Regions from separate parts of the Ovis aries genome. Here all the other regions are linked to region 1. The links are chromatin contacts, called in public Hi-C maps. All regions are on one chromosome and are shown on one strand. Each heading gives the region's core, a stretch centred on a gene start, on an enhancer-like site or on the middle of the called end of the contact. The rest is flanking DNA. Distances are from core to core; before and after follow the strand shown. Region 1 overlaps PBX1 (PBX homeobox 1). Region 2 holds the start of PBX1 (PBX homeobox 1). Region 3 overlaps PBX1 (PBX homeobox 1).

What was found. Hi-C and Micro-C count contacts between places; a contact is called where the count stands out from the background.
Region 2: a contact with region 1 is called in a Hi-C map of hypothalamus, with 4 times the contacts expected there. The contact joins the promoter of PBX1 here to the enhancer-like site in region 1. A contact is called at or near these places in 2 of 16 Hi-C or Micro-C datasets (hypothalamus and tail adipose tissue).
Region 3: a contact with region 1 is called in a Hi-C map of hypothalamus, with 2.3 times the contacts expected there. The contact joins two enhancer-like sites. A contact is called at or near these places in 5 of 16 Hi-C or Micro-C datasets (hypothalamus, omental adipose tissue, skin fibroblasts and 1 more).

Annotation. Positions count from the first base shown.
Region 1 is chr1:116,734,153-116,738,483 of ARS-UI_Ramb_v3.0, reverse strand. The region is part of intron 2 of PBX1 (PBX homeobox 1); the gene reads right to left. Among named protein-coding and RNA genes, the nearest start is that of PBX1, 230 kb to the right of the region's middle. Within about 2 kb of position 2,448, at least 18 of the 54 cell types and tissues checked have an H3K27ac peak or open chromatin away from gene starts, as enhancers often do. A contact at or near this core is called in hypothalamus, where this site is marked.
Region 2 is chr1:116,504,527-116,508,857 of ARS-UI_Ramb_v3.0, reverse strand. PBX1 (PBX homeobox 1) reads right to left here and starts at 2,077. Exons shown (of 8, transcript XM_042257206.1): 1 at 1,240-2,077. The coding sequence starts at 1,430.
Region 3 is chr1:116,580,711-116,585,041 of ARS-UI_Ramb_v3.0, reverse strand. The region is part of intron 2 of PBX1 (PBX homeobox 1); the gene reads right to left. Among named protein-coding and RNA genes, the nearest start is that of PBX1, 76 kb to the right of the region's middle. Within about 2 kb of position 2,086, at least 12 of the 54 cell types and tissues checked have an H3K27ac peak or open chromatin away from gene starts, as enhancers often do. A contact at or near this core is called in hypothalamus, where this site is marked.

The DNA of each region.
Region 1 (4,331 bases), core at 1,199-3,698:
TGGGGCAAAATTTGACACTACTCCACTCTCTGGAATCCCACGACCAATACGCTCCAGAAGAGGCCACCAACCTCGGCCGATGGGAAACCTCCTCAAGATGCTGAGGCTGGTGACATCTGAGCCGGGCCGTGACGCCTCCAAGCGGCTCTTCCTCATCACTCCAAAACAACTCTTCCTGACAGATCCAGCACTGACCGGTCTCAACAGTGGTAGCAAAGTAAAAGAGAATAATGTCAGCTGGTGAGGATACACTTTCCTGGGGCTACCTGCACACCGCCTTATCTGAGGTGATGGTAAGGACGGTCAGACCTGTGCCTGAGACCAACACACTCACTCCACTGACTTGTTCTAGCAAAATTCCATTTGTTCTGAAAAGAATGAGACAGAAAAGAGTCAGGCAGACACAGAACAAAGTGCTGGTGCTGATTCCTCCAGGTACGAGGTAGGGGACCAGGTGGTCACGTTACTACTAGTACTTCCCATGTGCCCAATATTTACTTCAAAGAATATTTTCCCTTTCCAGCCCTTCTCAGTTGCATCCACATCCATGCCTCACTTTTTCTCTTAAACAATCCATGGGAAGCACGAACTGTCCACACAAAGTCTGCACACCTACCTACTTAATATTTTTCTTGATCTTAAAATCTAACTGCTTTTAAATGAAATAAAGGAAATGCTAAAGCTGCCAAGGACACTGAAAGGAGACACTGTAACCCCCTACCTACCAAAGAAGTCCCAGGACAGTCACAGCGGGTAAAGGGGGGGAAAAAAAACACACATACACACACAGGAAAGGGTTATCCTTTTGCTTAGCTTTCGTATCATTTGATGAATCCTGAATACAAATACTCTCTAAAAAGAAATTTGGATTCACTAGGATTTAATATAATAGGTTTCCAAATGTGGCCAAGAAGGAACAGGTATGATAGAAATGAAATGCATCTTGCTTGCAGTTATCCTTAGAGTTCAGGACACATAAATTGGCCCCAAACCAGAGATTTGAAGAAAATAAAAGAACAGAAAAAATAGGAAAAACAAACCCAACAGTCCTCTCCAAATTATACTCCTCAAATTATACTCAAATCATTATGAAAACAGAAATTTCAGAGTATGTATCAGAACCACTACCACAAAAACTATTCATACACACACAACATAAACAAAACAAAACCTTCCTCTTCTACTATCTAACACAGGAGATTCTGGTTCTGAGGGTCTTGGGCTATGCATGTGTGCTGCGACGAGGCCCGGATGGACCCGTAAAAACCCGGCATGGACAGATCTCTGCCCAGAAGGAGAGGATCTGAATGTACCACTATAAAGACGGGCGTTGGGATTCACTGATACAGAAGGCTGTTCAGCTAGTGAGTTAAAAAAAAAAAATCCCACCAACATTAAATAAATAAATGAAAAGGCCGATATGTCTAAGCCAAAGTGATGCTACCTATTTACTGCTTGAAGCCAGCACTCTGCCAAATAGGAGACAAAATGATTATTTAAAAGCTCCTTTTTTTATCTCTGTGGCACCACGCAAGTCTCAAATGAACCTTTCACCAGGACACCAGAGATGTTAACACTCATCCTCCAAGATCCAATTTCAACCAGCGGAGCTGTTACCTAATCCAGCAACCATCACATGTGATCAGGTTCCTGCTTCCCTGATGGGCGCCCCGCAGCCTCCCTCGCCTCCCCCCCTCTTTGCTCCCCAGCCCAACAGCTTTTACTCGGGTTTAAAGGGAAAAAAACCCCTGTTTATATCAGTACATACAGGATTTTAATACAGAGATTTGTACACTTCCATTGCCAAAAATAAAATCAACTGCAGTGGATTTGCTCTGCAAAGAGGGTCACGCAATAATATATTTAACCCTTTCGGTCATCATTCTTAAAGGAGTTTCCTTCTCACAGATCTAACCCCTCATGTAAGAGACTGGTCAAGACAGGTGAGTGACGTACACAGAAATTGTCACAGGCCCTTTAAAAAGCATCCGATGTCACCATCTACCTTGCTGCCATCACTGGCCCTGGGGTTAACTCTCTGGTGAACCGCCCAAGATAAGAAGGCTGTCACAGCACAGTCAGGGCTGCTCTCACAACTGATCTCCTGCTGGTCTTTCTTTGTTTCTTCACACGCGGAGAAAAACAAACCAAACCCAAAGGCAGCTTCAAGATCCTTGGCAGGAGGGCAGCAAGCGGGTTGTTTTGTCCTTGGCTGAGCCCTGACACCGATCCAGAGCAGCTCCACACAAAGCCCACTAGAGGGCACTCTTTCTTCACCAAGGACCGGTTGTGCTAGGTGGGCCGCTGTTTTCAGTCCCCAGGTTTTTTAGTGCCCGGGTAAGTGCCCCTGCTGAGATTCATGCTTCCAGGGGTGCAGCAGGCAGCACAGGAAGACAGCTTATCTACTGAGAGGGTCGTCTTCAAATCTGGACAGCAGTTCAGGGACCCAAAGCTGGGCTGACAGAGAGAGATGATGGACAGTCAACAGACAGGTGGTTTTTTGGGGGCTTCCCAGGGTGGTGCTACCGGTAAAGAACCTGCCTGCCAGTGCAGGAGACATAAGAGACATAGGTTCGATCCCTGGGTCAGGAAGATCCCCTAGAGGAGGGCATGACAACCCACTCCAGTATTCTTGCCTGGAGAATCCTGTGGACAGAGGAGCCTGGAGAGCTGCAGTCCAAAGGGTCGCAAAGAGTTGGACGTGACTGAGCGACTTAGCACACAAGCAGACAGGCGGTTAGGGAAAGGGCATGAGGTGTTCCCAGGATGGGGGCCCTCATGCTTTCTGGCCAATTTCTTTGCTTGATTCGAAGGCACAAGACTGAACCTCCATGCAGATTTTCCAGTCTACGAACTGGTCTTCAATACATATGACCAGAAAAGCTGGGATAGTGAAGCTCTCCCAGACTCAGCAAACCCTGCTCTGCCATCTTCCAGGGGGCAGAACTTTGGACAGAAGTATGGGACAAAAATACGCTGTCCTTGCATTTTTTAGAAATAGAGCAAAGTGCCTGCCTCCTGAAAATATCACAGTTAGATGTTTTATTTGTTCAGAAAGTACCTGTGCACAATGAATTGTATCACCTTATGGAACATGAAGTCATATTACAAACTTAGATAGCAGGTAACTGAAGATTACAAAGGCAGAGTAATTTCCCCAAAACCAAAGCAGATGGGACAAGCTACAACTAGAATCTAGGTCTTTAACTCTTACACACTTTATCCTTTACTCTAACATTAGGATTCTGTCACCAGTGGTAATCGGGTGGATGTGCTTTCAATTCTGTGTATGTGTGCGTGTATACACACACATGCACACAATGTCTTTTGTTGCTCAGGTTGTGGCTGACGTGCAAGACAGAAAGCAACCAGGCACAAGTTGAAGAAGGGAGGAAGTTCTTTCTACTGACCTCTTGATTTCCTTAAAATTTCCTGGTCTTCTTCAACTACTTCTTTCTGCCAATAGGACCATCATGATTAGAGCCATTGAGCCTTGTGATAGAATGCCCTCTTCTCTCTCAGAAAAACCCACTTACCGCAATCTCATCCTATTTCAAATCTCCATTTGAAATCTCCAAGAAACCTACCCAGATAGATAATAGCTAGAAATGACTGCCCTTGCCACTGAGCCACCAAGCAAGTATTAACGCTATCTACACCACAGACATGGAGAAGGTGATGGCACCCCACTCCAGTGCTCTTGCCTGGCAAATCCCATGGATGGAGGAGCCTGCTGGGCTGCAGTCCATGGGGTCGCTAAGAGTTGGACACGACTGAGCGACTTCACTTTCACTTTTCTCTTTCATGCATTGGAGAAGGAAATGGCAACCCACTCCAGTGTTCTTGCCTGGAGAATCCCAGGGACGGGGGAGCCTGGTGGGCTGCCGTCTATGGGGTCGCACAGAGTCAGACACGACTGAAGCGACTTAGCAGCAGTAGCAGCACACCACAGACACAGCATATCTCAGAGCCACCACCGTCACACCTGCCACCTCGCCAGCAAGGCTGCGAGCTTCTGAAAGGCTGTGATGACCTGTCCTCCACCTATGTATCCCCCCATGACCTCACAGAGCCTCTGGCACTGAGGACCTATTTGAGCATCTCCTAATGTATGAGAAAGAGTGCAGTGAGGACCTATTTGAGCATCTCCTAATGTATGAGAAAGAGTGCAGGAGGGAAGCCTGCAGGATGAGCTCTCCAATGACCCCTGTGTCAGTTCACTGTTTGTAAGGCAGTCAGCTCCTTAGATATTCGCTCTTTCTCCCTCTGGTCCAGTTATAGTTTGGACCAGAGTTACCTTCTGTTAGAGGCCCTTTCCCTCTGTCACCTCT
Region 2 (4,331 bases), core at 828-3,327, 230 kb after region 1:
TTTCTCTGAAACAAAAATACATATAATAATGTCTTCTTCATAGAACTAAGTCTTGTGAGGTAGAGAAACTGTGTACATATTACTTAAAAAACCAGCTACTTCTGAGATTTAATAAAGCTGGGTAACTGGAAAGACATATGTGGCCATTAGAGTGTCTTAAATTCTTCTTTTCAAGATCGGCCTTGGGCAAGCAGTTGGTGGGTTGCCATTTAGTTTATGTTTTGTTTTTTTAAAAGAGAATTTACTGTAAAATCCTAGAGTGGAGAACTATATACTTGGCAGTGGATTAACTGAGAAGCTACACAGCTTCTTTATAGTGCTTCCTTAATGAAGATCTTTGTGTCCTATAGGATGGAAATATATAAAATACACATTTGCCTTCATTTCTATTTTACTAGCATCTAAGAGGTCCTGAAAGAAGCATGGGAAAAAGAGTATGCTTGATTCCCCCCCGCCACCCCTTTTTAAAGAACCATACATTCTGTGCCACAGAAGGGTAGTAACCCTCTCAAAATAAGAGACAATAAAGTTACACTACATATCCGAGTCTCTAAAACCGAACAAACATGTTTAAAAGCAACACTATCTCTTCTTTACATCAGCCTTTTTGAAACAATTAAATGAATGCAAAATATTTTCTGGATGGCTGACAACTCCTGACAAAGAATTACTCTGCTTTTTTTTTTTTAATATGGAAAGGGGGAAAGATAAAAATTAATTTTAGAGGAGTACGTCCACACAGAAAATTCAAAGCTTCTGATTTACGTAAGGAGTCAACTATATTTGCAAATAAAGTGTTCATGGGACATTTTATTTTGTAATGTTACGGAGCCCCTCAACAAGAAGACATGCAATGCTGTTCAAAACTTGACAATTCTGCTCTCTCTGATACTTTTTTAAAGCAGTAAAAAGTGCCGAGGGCCGCTTTTGGATCAGTTGGCAGTATTTTCGGCTTGCCTGAGTGTTTGTGTGGATATATATGAAGATCTCTATATTCACACATACACAATATATGAAAATATACATACAGACAGCCACATCACCGCATGGGAGATTGCACTTTCGATAACAACGCTCCTTCAAATTTTACTCCTCCGCCATATAGTTGCTCGTCAAAATGGGCCAAGGAATAACATTTAAAAAGAAAGCGCTGTGGTGATTCGGTTCCCATTGTTTCCCCCAGCGAGAGGGAGAAAAACAAAAAACCCCAAGAAAGGAAAAGAAAAGCCTCCATCTCACCTGGCCTGCGCCTCATCCAAACTCTGGTCTGTGATGGTCATAATTTGCTGTAAAATGTCTCCAATGTCCTGCTTCCTCCCGCCCTCCCCCTCGGTCCCTCCGGCCCCATCCTGCAAGTGCTGGGACAGGCCGGGGTGTCCGGCCATCCCGACCCCAGCATGGGAATGCATCAGCCTGGGCTGCTCGTCCATCTCCAAAGGCAACGGCAGCCCCCGGCTCTTCCTCTTCTGCTCCTCGGCTCGGCTCCTGGGAAGCACCAAGGCTTTTTATCCTTCAAGCTGTCTTCAAATCCTTTTCAGGATAAACAGAGAAGGGGGAAAAAAGAAGACCAAAAGAAAAAAAAAAAAATCCCTTTGCCTCTTTAGAGGATGGTGGGAGGATGGGGAGTGGGGAGGGGGAGGGGGGCGTGAAGGGGTTGCGGGGTGAGGGTGGGGATAAGGACTGGTGGGGACGGGTGTTGACTCCAAAAAAAGCAAGGAAAATAAACCACCTTCCCACTTGACGAAAAGAAATCAGAGCTGGCTTTTGGTTTTTCAGTCCGTCTCCTTTGCAAGGCAGAAATGGGCTCCCGGCGCTTAAATCTGTGGCTTAATCCTTTTGCAAATATGCATTGGCCGGGAGAAAGGAGAGGAAGGCTGGGGGATTGCAATGCAAACTTTCCCCCCCCCCACCCCCCGCTACCCCCCACCCCCACTCCGGGCCAGAGTGATCTCAAAGGGGGTGGGCTGTTGCAAAAGCCAGATCTCCCCCAGCCACGGCGGCAAGGCAGAGCACAGAATCTCTCCTCCTCCGTGTCTCTGCAAACTCCAGCAGCCCCGTCAGCCTCCTGCTTTTGTTTAGCTCAGGCTCAGGACTCCAGAAACATATACAGAAAAACCACAGCCTGAGAGGAGGAGGAGAAGGAGGAGGAGGACGAGGAGGAGAGAGGAGGGGGCCGAGGAAAGGGGGGAGGAGGGAGGCGGGGAAGCCAGGAGGCGGGGGAGGGAAGGAGAGAGGAGGGCACTCGTAGCCCCGCCCCCTCCCCTGATTGGTCATTGGAGAAAAGACAGGCCCCTCCTCCCTCTACTTTCCTCCCTGCGCCTCCTCCTCGGCCTCCTTCGGCTCCTCCTCGCCCGGCGCCCTGTCAATCAGAGTTCAGAGGTGGGCTGGGAAGGAGGCCGAGCTAACACCGAGTCTCCAGTCCTTAAAGGTGCAATGATACCGTAGCGCCGGCTCGGTTAGTACGTTCCCACTTTTCCTTCCTGCCTCACTTGGATTCCGTCCTTTAGAAAAATGTGGCTCTACTTAAATACAAACGTATAAAATTAACACGAAAGAATATAGACAGTGTGGGTCTCCCCTGCAACCGGGTTTTTTTTTTTTCCTGTAACATTGCCGTTTAAAAGTTGATCTTTTTAATTCGTTAGACCTTAGGGAAACTGTTGTGAGCCAAAGTTTGTCAGCACGAAGTTGTTATGAAACACAATCGAGCTGTTAATATAATTAATAATGATCTCTAATAAATGGCATATGTAAAAATAGATTAAAAAGAACAATCACAATAGAGCTAAAAGGAATACTGAACCGTAACATTTTGGTTGCATGGAAACTAAATTATGGACTGTTAAACTAAATAATGCTGAAAAAAAGACTAATAAATAAGTTGACCAAATGAAACTAATTCAACATCTCTCTTTCTTTTCTCCCTGGGGGAAATTAGTTATTTGGCTTAAGTACTTAATAAAGAAATGCATTATCACAGTCTGGTTCTAGTTTTTAATATAGTTTAATAAGCATTATTAACTGGAATAAAGAGCAAACTGACATTGAATGCCTACTATGCACCAAGTAATTTGCATGAGTCATCCCCAAGACATTTCTGAGAGTTATGGATTATTAGTTCCACTTTACAGGGAGGGAACTTCAAACTGTTAAATAACTTCTCTGAGTCCCATAGTTATTAAGTGTCAAGGAAGGAGTGTCTCCATCTAACAGAAATGTATAAATAGTGTAAAAATTAGTTATGTACTCATCATGTTGGAAATGGGATTTATTTCCCTTTCGATGCTATTTTCGATGTTTTTTAAGATGCTTAAAATAATACACACATTGAAACACACTGACCCAAATTAAAAATAAGTAGGAGAGAATGAAAAAAAAATTAAATAAAATCAGGGGAAAATCCTAGTAAGAAACTCACAGCTAAAGTTCAATTCTGTTACTCTAGGTAGAGGTACCATCAGTTTGCCTCCTGTCTTAACATCTGGCATGTAAGAGAGAACTCTGACTGAGTCACGGTGGCCACAAGATAAAAGAGCATATGAATTGTTTCGGAAAAGGCAAGTATAGTGTTTTGGAATATAAAATATTATACTGTGTAGATAGTCCTCTTCCTGGATGACAGTGTAGCCAAAGGAAATGCATTGAACTTCTACAGACCTAAGTGTACTTCATCTGCAAAATAGATTGTAACCTCATCAGATGTGTTGAGATCCTCAACTAAAATGTTATTCTTTTCATCAGTCCAACTTCCTTCCCAATCAATACCAAAAAAAACAAGTTTTGCAAGATAAGGAGCTGAGCACTTCTCAAGCTCCTTGGTATTCTTTGGCGTGGGGGCATGCAGCAGGGAGTGTTAATTGCAATTCAGATGTCATAGGACTTGAAACAACTGTTCTATCCACATACATACCCTAACTTGTTAAATGGGTTTTTTAATCAACACTAATACTCTTCAAATCACATATCAATCACAGTGAACATGAGTTAGCACATACTTGACAATGTGCTGAAGTTATTGTGATGAAGTTATCACACCTTAAAGCATGAAGTAACCCACAGCCTATAAGAAATCAGTATGAGCAAGTAATTAGAATTACTAAAAATCTAATAAAAGTTTACTAGATAATGTACTAGAAAATGTACCACCAGTACCATTGTCATCTAGGAACATTTTAGTAAGAAAATAAAAAATGTACACAACAATAATATAAATGATAGTATTTATTAAGTACTTTACAAGGATTAGGTATATTCAAGGTGCACTATTAATTTAATCACCACAATTGTTTGGCCTGAAAACCTATGCTTTTTTAGTGTTGCCAACACTATGG
Region 3 (4,331 bases), core at 837-3,336, 150 kb after region 1:
GATCCCTGCCCAATGCCAGGGGAACTTGGCAAGCCTGTGCTAACTGAGGGCAAAATTGTCCGACAGTCATCCTAACCTCATTGGTCACAATCTGTCAGCTCCCCAACAGCAAAGCCAAAATCATGAACTTATTGTTCAAGCCAAATAGCTGCCCACCGTATAACAGGACGCCCTTAGCCCACTTCCTGTCTTTGGGTGATAAAGAAACAGATGCGCCAAATCCCACTGGAAGTTGGTGTCCCAGCATGCACTTGAACTCAGCAGCCCTCGGCTACAGCCCCTATCGTCCCAGCTTCATTGTTTTCAAGCTAGACTCACACAAGAATCACGCTCGTGTATATTTTTCTTTCAGTTTTATTTTCACTCAACTTTTAAATGTGTTAACTTTTCTAACAGCCCCTTTGGGAAGAATGAAAACAAGTTCTGCTATGCCCACCAGGCAATCCATCTCTTAATACCATCGGGGGCATATGTATTCCCTTCTACATCTGTTTCCAGGATTTTAGAAAATTCTCCAAGCATCATTCTGATTCTACTCCGAATTCAGTGAGATCATCCAAAGTGATAACCCTATTGGTATTTCATCATCATCTCAGTCCCTGCTAGAGAATTTTTCCCATCATTAAAATTAACAAGGTCCATTTCCCAAGTTCAAGATACTGAGTACTCCTGTGGGTGGAGTTTCGTTTCTCAAATTGAGCTACAGTTCTCTATGTGCGAAGTTACACTAAGCGTCATTTACTTTATTGCTACGTAATAAGAAACCAAAATGAAAGCGCTAAGCTCTCCTCCCAACACATCGTACACTTCGGCAGCCACACTCAAATACACACAAACCACACATTTCCAACTCAGCCCCTGGTTTCTCTGCATTTGTGACCACAAAAGGAACCTTACCACAGTTCAGAATCAATGGCTTGGCAGAAAACACTTGTGCCTTCTAAGCGGCCCAGGATCTAGCGTTACAGCCAATGTGAGAAGAAAGCCACAGTCCTTCCTGGACGTCTGACAAAGCCATGGTGTCCACACAGAAAGTAACCAGGGTGAAAGGACCCAACCAGATGGGAGGATTTCTGTTCTCTTCTCGACAGCCAGCAAACAGGTGACTCAATAGCTAGAGCTGAGTGTGGCCTTAGTCAACAGCCATAAAACATTCTAGTCTGACCACAAAATCATGGTGGAACCCTGGATCACCAAATAAAAGAGGTCCTCAACGCTACAGCACTCGTGAAAGGAAGAGGAGAGAGGATGAAAATAAAAACCCGATTTCATAAATGAGGTGGAAAGGAATTCTACAAGGGAACTATAAATGTAAGATCCCACACACCAGCTCGAAACAAGCTGGCCTCATCCCTGGTGTTCCAAGCTGAAATGAGATGTTTCCAAGATGGTCACAGAGAAAGGCAAGCAGTCACTCAGATCCACTCCTTCAGCCACCCTTGCAGCTACCTTTTCTTAGTTAGCTCAACCAATTTTGTTTGCTTTTTCCCCCCGTCTCTATAGGCCTGTGTTTCAGTAAAAATAAAATATAACTGTAACTGAGATCAAAAGGAAAAAGAGATTAAAAAAAAAAAAAAGATGTTAGGGGCTAAGACTGAAGCCTGGGAGGGGGTGCCCAGTGACTCCAGGCCACCAGATTTGTCAGAGCCCATTAACCCGAGCACGGAAAGGAGCTCACAGCTCCCACTGTTGGCTGATCAAAGTCCAATCAGAAAGTAAGGGAGGAACCCAGCCAGCCTCATGTGACCCAGTGCAGGAAGCCAAGTCTGAAAAGAATGAGCTGTGCTTGTGAATAAGGTGCACCCAGACATCTTTACTGAGCATGTTAGAGAGAAAGGGGGGCGGGGAAAGAGAGAGAAGGAGCCTATTTGAAGCAGCATCCTAACGAACCTTAATAAGTTAATGCAGAAATCCTCCCAAGGAGTCTGGCTATAGGAGACACTGGTCTCGCCTGAATCAAAATCTGTTATGTTGTAATATAATAGATGTAAATTAAAACAGAAAATCTATCATGCCCCTAATGTACCCTGATAGCTGAGTGTGTGGATCCGTCCGAGGAGCGGCACCAGGAGGAAGGGTGATGTATGGAGCAGCTGGATGGAGGGTGAAAAGCGTGGCGAGCCGCGCGGGAGGACGGTGCAGCCCGCTCGCGCGCCTCAGACCCAAGGGCAAGAGACGAATAAATGTTGATTAGTGTTGATTTTGTCCGACAAACGCCTGTCGAGTGACAGTTGGGCTAAGCTGCACTGAAAGAGAACCATTAATCTTGGTCTGGTTTAAGTAGAGTATATTAATTTGTGTCATTTTTACTAAGTCGTACGGAGAAAGGCCTCTTGCTGCTTTGCATATGACTGCTTTGGTGGTTCAGCCCAGTTCCCCTCCACACACTCCCCCCTTCCCCCACACCTCCACCCCCCCAGCACTTTTTAAAACAGATACCGGGATGGCAGCGGTGGCAGCAGCAAATTCAAATGACACAGCAGGGGAGCAGGGGACTGAGAGCTCCTCTCTTGGATTAAGAAAATAAACTCCCAGGGTGTTGGCATAGCAACAGCATTTCAGATGAACTGCTATATATTCAGTGATTAATAAATTAACATTTTTTACAGTTGTTCCTCCTTTCCTCCCCACCCCCAGCCTCGCTCTCACTCCCCCTTCCCCCCCCACACACTTCCACCTTCTCTCAGATGCATCTCTGCCTCCTCGAAGGGGAAAGAAAGGAGGCTAGCATATTTGCAGCCCCTGAGCTAACTCCTGTTCAGAGCTGCCGTCTCTAAAGACAGATACCGCAGCGTCTTGTCACTTATGAGGCCGTGAGGAGGCTGGGGGGCCAGGCGACAGACCCAGGCAGAACAAAGTTCAACAAGGTGCATGGAACACACTCAGTGTTTGGGCCTTTCCAAGACCTGACCGGCTAGGAAACAACTAACAGGTTTTGTTCTCCCCAAAAACACATACCTGGAAAAGGACCCTAAACAATATCCAACAGAGTCCTGACCTTCCCCTCTAGGGCTGCATGGAAAGGAAGTTTGTGCCCCTAGGATGGCGGTAGTTACGTTAGTAGGAAGCTGACACGTCCCTTTTTGAGTGGACAGTCATCCAACAGACACTACAACAAACGTGGGCAATTGGTGTTCCAGAAACAGAACCCGATGGGCATCATGAGGAAGGGAAGAACAAACAGACGCGAAGCGCCGTCAAGTTCAAAAAGCACTCTCTCTTCGAATCCTTTATGAAATGCCACTATGTTTAAGGCATCACAAAGGAAGAGGGGAAATGGTAAATTTTATTTCTTTACAGCACTCGCTTGCACCAGTGCCTTAGTAGAATCATCAGTCCAAGGGATACCCCAGCAGGTGTGGAACCAGGCCAGGTCTTGCTGCAAACCAGCCGCACCGACCTCAGCCTCTTGGGTGACACGTGGCCACAACATCCCTGACGGAGCCTTTGGTCGAATCGCCCTGAAATCTACAACTATAGGTTCTAAGAAAGCAGAAGGAATACTCAGTGAGCAACTTAGAAGCTGTCTCCAAAGCAGAAGAAAGAACAGACGTATTGTGTACGGGTCCAGAAGACAAAGCTGGCACAGGCTGTGGTGAGCCGGCAAACGTGTTCCTTCCTCGGTTAAACGGGAGATTAAATGATATAACCTTCTAGGTAGCTCGAGGCCAGTGCTGGAGATGATGAAAATAAATACAGTCCTACGAGGCTTAACACGAACCAGGTGCTGTTTCAATGGCTTTAGGAATATTGACTATGAGAACAATATCTATGAAACAGATACCACTGTTATCCTTCCTATCAAATAGATACTGAAGCAAAGAGAGGTTAAGTAATATGTCCAAGTCACCTAGCACATAAATGGCAGAGCTGGGGTTCAAACCCTAGCCGTCAAGAGTCCAGAGCCAGGCTCTTACCTAGCACATGATCATGTCCTCCACCAATTCCATTCAAATTCTACCAGATATAAGACACAGTCCATGTTGGGACCCTTGAATAAGAGCAAAATGGGCCTGGCAATGAAAATATTAATAATAGAAGATGATGTGATAATTAATAACATAAAAAAGAAAAGGAGATGACTGAGACAAACAATAAAAAGTCATTCAACACCATTCATTTGAGGACATTCCACATACAGGGTGTGGTACAGTGGATATGCACTCAGGAAACTGGTTCGGAGTCTAGCTACCCCACTACGTGTATGAACTCAAGCGGGTTAATATCCACCTTGGGCTCTCTCCTCTGTAAAACAAAGTGGTTGGGCATTTCTAAGGTTTCTTCTAGATCTATATGAGCAGGTTGAAGGTCCAAACACCATAAAATCAATA